2 separate regions of the Capra hircus genome follow, and region 2 is linked to region 1. Evidence: chromatin contacts called from public Hi-C data. All regions are on one chromosome and are shown on one strand. The core of a region is the stretch at or near the end of the contact, and the rest is flanking DNA. Distances in the headings are between cores, read along the strand shown. Region 1 overlaps HECW2 (E3 ubiquitin-protein ligase HECW2). Region 2 holds the start of STK17B (serine/threonine-protein kinase 17B).

The links. Hi-C and Micro-C count contacts between places; a contact is called where the count stands out from the background.
Region 2: a Hi-C map of blood shows a contact between it and region 1, with 2.6 times the contacts expected there. The contact joins the promoter of STK17B here to the enhancer-like site in region 1. A contact is called at or near these places in 2 of 5 Hi-C or Micro-C datasets (both in blood).

The regions. Positions count from the first base shown.
Region 1 is chr2:51,207,997-51,211,056 of ARS1.2, reverse strand. All of the region lies in intron 21 of HECW2 (E3 ubiquitin-protein ligase HECW2), which reads right to left. Among named protein-coding and RNA genes, the nearest start is that of STK17B, 68 kb to the left of the region's middle. Within about 2 kb of position 1,321, at least 3 of the 5 cell types and tissues checked have an H3K27ac peak or open chromatin away from gene starts, as enhancers often do.
Region 2 is chr2:51,276,059-51,279,098 of ARS1.2, reverse strand. STK17B (serine/threonine-protein kinase 17B) reads right to left here and starts at 1,763. Exons shown (of 8, transcript XM_005676292.3): 1 at 1,502-1,763.

The DNA.
Region 1 (3,060 bases), core at 72-2,571:
TAGTCATCAGCTCAAACCTTTCACCTATGTTGCTTTAAACTAGGACTCTCCCACCCTGTCTGCACGTCGCTCTATCTTTTTAAAACCTAAGCACTAGACACTAATATTAATACTTGCCATACTAAATTTCACTTTGTGAGACTGAATTCATGATTCTAGTCTACCTAGATCCCTGTGGACGCAAAACTTCTCTCTAAATTTCCTACTGATGATGAATTACATCAGCCGAGCCCTGTGTCTTTTCAGAAACAGAGAATGCCAATCAAAAGTATCTTAGTGGTCATTTTGTCCATCCGCTCACCTCACTGAGGAGATGACTGGGGCTGAAGGAAATCACTGACTTGTATCAAATGAAAGCTGCAGTGGAGGATCCAGGCCTTGACACAGGTTTCCTGACCCTGCGTGTGATGTTCATTACTCTTTACAGTCCACTCTTCAATATATTTAAAACGTTCATCAGGACTAAACACAACATTGCTTATAGAGGAGAGGTCGGAAAACTGTGACTTGCAGGCCAAGTCTGGTCCAGGCCCTCACTTTGTAAAAAACTTTTATTGGAACACAGCCATGCTCATTTGTTTATGTGTTGTCTGGGGCTGTTATGATGGCAAAGTGAGTAGGTAATGGCAAAATGAGAGGTACAACATGGAATGGCCTGAAAAGCTGAAAATCCTTACTATATGGCTCTTTACGGTAAAAGTTTGCCAACCTCTGTTACAGAAGAAAGTAGGAGGAAAATGTTACTTTATTAAAAACCCTAGCTTACTCTAAATCCTCTTCTTTAGTGAAGATCATTTCAAGAAAAGGTAAAATCACAATAATATCCTAGGGTGTATGAAATCTTCAGGAGTGGTCACAGCTACTAAGCAGGAAGCCATGAGCCCTGGCCTGGAGGCAATGTATCTCGGTCTAGGAGGAAAATGTATCTTCCTCAACTGGTCAGGCTTTTATCTGCTCTTTTTTTTTTTTTTTTTTTTTTAAACTCCAGCAGCACTGATAGAGTTACTCTAAAGTGAAGACATTTTTAAAGTTTGATTTGATTATAATCTGAAATTTAGAACCACATATCTGAGAGCAGGTTGTTGATTACAAATTACATACGTCTACCTAATTCAATAAGACCTGTCCCAGTAAGATACCTTATGCATGTGCTTCCTGTAATGTCTTAGCAACCTCTTCCATATAAATAGTTACTATGACTCATATCACAGGGATCATTTGTTACATTCCTGTTTTGCCAGTTAGGTTGGTTCCATAGCTAAAGACTTGGCACGGAAATACAGAAACTCCGGACAACGGGTGTGTAGCCACACAACAGCTGCATCTGAGGGCATTTTGGAATAAGCACAGATGTCTTTAGGGTGGGTCTTCAGCCCCATGAAATGCTGATAAGGCATTTTAAACACCATCACGTTGCTGGGCTGACACCACCCAAGTTGTTAGTGGCATCCAATATTTCTTAAATAATTTTATTCTCTGGTTCTTTATGTTCAACTAAAAATTACCAAAAACAAAGTATCCCAAAGGAAGCAGACTATAAAATGAAAGAGGACAGTGGCATTGGGAAGTCTGACTGTCATTTCCTACACGTTTTCTGGAAGACAGAAAGGTTTTCTTTCTTACAAGCTGGTTCAGGCACACATGGTCTACACACCTTCTGATTCACTCTCACATTTGTAGCAGCAAGGCATTAGTTCTTGAGCCACTAAAGAAGTGATAGGTGAGCAGGGATTTTGTGAGCAATTAATATGACAAAGTTTTACCTGGAGATACCAAGCCAAAGCCTAGAAATAGAAGCACCTTTCTTCAGCATGGTTTGGGTTAGGTTATCCTGCAAATATCTCCCTTTAGACAAAAACAAGCAACACCTTAGTTTTACTTGAAGCCTTACAAATATTTGAGGAAACATTGGTCAAGGCCAGGACCCAAAACAACTTCTAGATCAGTCAGATGTAAGAGCTGCTGGTTATTTTATAAGTAGGGACTCAAAAAAACCTTTCAGATCTCATTCCCCCCTAGTTTCGTGCATTTGCCTAAGTACAAATACCATAGGAAGAGCTCACCTGTACTTAAATCCCCAAACTAAAACTGTTTGCACACACCCCCTCCCTAGTCCAAGTATGGCTTTGCAAGACGGATGAGTAATGTCATATAGAAGGCATCTTGCATATAATGAACTCATTCTTTCTTAAAGAAAGGTGCCTTTTATAGAGTTGGCCATGGAGGACAAAAAAACAGAGGCAATCACAGTGTAAACATCCTCTTTTGACCCAGGCCATTATTTCCTTACTTGTTTTGGGTACTAAGAAGTGAATGTAAACCTGAAACTAACACACTATTATAAATCAACTCTACTTCAATAAAAAGAAAAAGAAGTGAATGGCCCAGGATGTCCTATGTGAACACAATAGTCTACGTAGCTAACTTCTGACACCAACAAGCTTTAGTTGCTGAAACTTTTAATTCAGAAGAAAATAATACACTGAAGAATATGCAGCACTATGGCTCCCCTCTTAAAGAAGCAATGTCTGGGCAGACAGAAGCCCAAGAGGCAAGCAGACCATGCAATTTCCTGCCACACTCAGTCCAGACGACCCAGTTTCCAAGTCATTCCTCCACTGCTGTTTTCTCCTACTCCCCACTTTGCAAGAGCAGATAACCAACTTAAGCTGGGTGGAAATTTAAATGACTAGAACAAAATCTCCAGCTCTGACCAAATTAAATCACATTGTTTGCTTAGAAATTGACTGTATTTCATAAAAAGCCAAGCATAACATGACATTAATTTAGTGAGATATACTAATCACTTGTCAACTAGCATAACTACATAAAAAGGCTCTAGAATTATTTTTTGCATTTTTAATTGAATACAGGTATCTCTAATATTCTGGGGTTAATTCTACCTCACATGGAATTCGTAGCTGTCCTATACATTTACGACTATGACACTTCTCATCAATTTCTCTTGACTCAGCTCTTCCATTTCAGGAAAAATCTATATATCATGTGTCAACACCTACACAAAGAAACATCTTAGAGCAGAACTGAAGTCTCTGAGTG
Region 2 (3,040 bases), core at 514-3,013, 68 kb before region 1:
CATATTTTAGAAAAGTGATGTAAAATGTATGATAGGTACCTCAAGAATAAAGCAGCTACTAATAACTTCAGCTATTAAAACAGAAAAAAAAATTAAAAACTGAACATCTGCTCAGAGGAGGGTGAAGGGGAAAGAAGAGGAGTTTTAAACTAGGACACTGTTTCTGTGGACCAACTTTTTCAAACACACAGCATTTTATGGGCATGTGGTTTAATATTTGTAAAACAAACACTTTGGAAGTTGCTGAAAACTACTTCTGGACAATTTACTATAAAACCAGTGGTGAATCAACGACAAAGTAGGTTTATCATCTTTTAATAAGATTGTGGGCCCAGGCTCAAAATGCCAGGTTATATATGCTGCCACTTGCCCAGCCATCTCAGTAGACCATGCTGTTTCAGGGCACACATTCTCAAACTCTTGAGAATCTATAAGGGCAATCAAGGTATCACACATCACCGCACATCATCAGTACCAGAGATGTAAGCATTACACGCTGGCAAAACAATCAGCGAATGTGACACAGACCTAATATAACTGAAATCTTATCAATATGTGGCTTTAAAATGTTTTCTTTTCCTTAATTTCAATTTGCAGATTGATGTTGGAAGGCCTCTGTCCCATCACAGCCAGAGGAAGAACTAACATCAGCTACTAGCTGCCCACAGTCTCTTTCAGCTTCGTCTCTAAGAGAACTCAAATAAAGCGCTTTCCCTATATAAAACAAAGAGTTGAGTAAATGTCAAAACCGTAGCCGTCACGCAGTTGTATTACATGGCGTCAAAATAAAACCAGATCGCAGGAAATCACGGAAACAACTGCAACTCGACTTCTCTATTCACTGACTTAAAAAAAATCTGTTCATAAGTAGTAACTGAAAATGTCCCACAAGATGAGCAAAAACTTTCTCCCGACGAAAGGCAGCTGTGAGCAGGATGTGTCCATGAGTCCAGATGTGAACACGTCCTGGGCCCCACACCCCAGCTGTGAACTCGGAAGGGACCAGAGTGGGAGTCCCACTCGTGGTCCAAAGGGACCACGTCGACGCGACGTGGAAAGGACGCGAGCGAGCCGGTGGCGAAGGGGTTCCCGCGGAATGAGACCCGGGAAGAGACCGGGCCACACACACACACACACAAGCACACACACACACACACACACACGGACCTGGCTGAGAAAGGTACTGGGAGGTCCAGCCGCCGTCCCGAGCGCCGCACCCAAAGGAACCAGGGAAGCAGGACTCCAGCCGGAATGCGGCAAGGGGTCCGGAGCAGTCGGGCCACCCGGGGACGACGGTGTCTGAGCCCATCTTCCCCAGACCGGAGGTCTAAGCCGACCCCGGATCCGCCCACACTGCTGGCATCCCTCCTCGGGACCCCTCCCACGATCTGGGTCTCCTTTCCACCAGTAAAGGGGGCTGCTTGGGGGTTTGGAGTCGCAGCCCCCAGCCTACCCGCCAAACCCAGCAGGACCGAGGACGCGCGAAGCGGAAGACACTGACCGCTCGGGCCGCAGCAGGTTCTCCCGGGGCTGCCCCCTCCAAGGGGGCTCCAATCCGGCCCCACGCAGGTGGCCACGACAGGACACGTTCTCCAGCTCTAGCCCTTTGAGGTGCCGCGCAGCTCCGAGCGTGGCAGGACCCACTTTTACCCTTCCGGACAACGGCTAACAGTTGTGACCTGACCTCCCCAGTGAGGTGGCTCCCGACTACGGCGGCGAAGACGGTGACGGGAGCGTACAGTTGAGGTTTGAAAACTGCAGCCGCGTTGCGGGGCAGGGCTGTAGACTAGAACCCACCCCCTGGGTCTCGAGAACCAATCCAAGCGCACGCGGAGGGCTGGGCTGTCACGTGACGGGAGGGGCGGAGCGCCGGCCTACAGCGCGTGCTGCGGGGCAGGGCTCAGCGGTGAGGGGGTGCGGCAGGCGCCGGCCTTAGGAGGCTAGGCGGAGCTGCACAGCAGGTGGGGCGCTCCAGCAATTCCGGCGAGCAAAGAGTGAGGTGGGCGGTAGCCTGACCGCGCAACCGGCTGTAACTCCAACCGAGCGCATCCCGGCCTTCAGAGTGGTCAATCCACAAGGACTGAGTATCGGCAAACTAGGGACCGGGAAAAAGCAAAATTAGTCGCTGCTTCGGACTCATTCCCAAACTTCTGTGCCTGTTTTCAGACTGTTCCCAGTCATCTTCCTTATCACCTGAACACACTCGGCCAGTGGAGGCTCCAGTTTGCTATAACTTGGCAAGCATCAACATCGCTTGGGGATTTATGGAACGTGGGCTCCACCTCTCAAGTCCGCTCCAGCGAATTGAGGTCTTCTGAGGCGTGGCTGAAGTCAGTGTAAGGAGAGTCCAAATAAGATGAATGACTGTTTATGCATTTAGGGTGCTAAGGGAAAAGATGAAAGCCCCTCAGCAAGCTACTCAGGATTTGTTATATATTCAAGAGAAAGAAAAATGTGCAAGTCTCGTGGAAGACAAAGTTGAAGGGCATTTTAATAATTGTAGAAGACTATTGGAAAAATAGGGCTAACCTGGTGGCTCAGTGGTAAAGTCTGCCTGTCAATGCAGAAGAGACAGGTTCGATCCCTGATCTGGAAAGATCCTCTGGAAAAGCAAATGGCAACCCAATCCAGTATCCTTGCCTGGGAAATCCCATGGATAGAGGAGCCCCAAAGTCTACAGTCCATTAGCTTGTAAAGAGTCCACAACTTAGTGACTGAGCATCAACAACATTGGGAACATATACCGGGAGGGGAATCATTTTTTAACAGATTTCTCCAAGCAAATTTCCATCAAGCCATCCATTTCCTCTTCCATACTGTATTTTTCCCAAGATAAGTACATAAAATAACTCACAGAACTCTTCTTGTTACTTAACTGACTCATCCCAGTTTAATGTGTCTATTCCCTAAAGCTTGTCACTTGGAGAACATTGCCTTCATCTATATACTTTCTTGTTGCTAACAGTTGGACTGACAAGCCTAAAGTTAAGATGGAGAAAAAATAAAGCTGCATGCTGAAATGGATTTTTCAGCTATCATT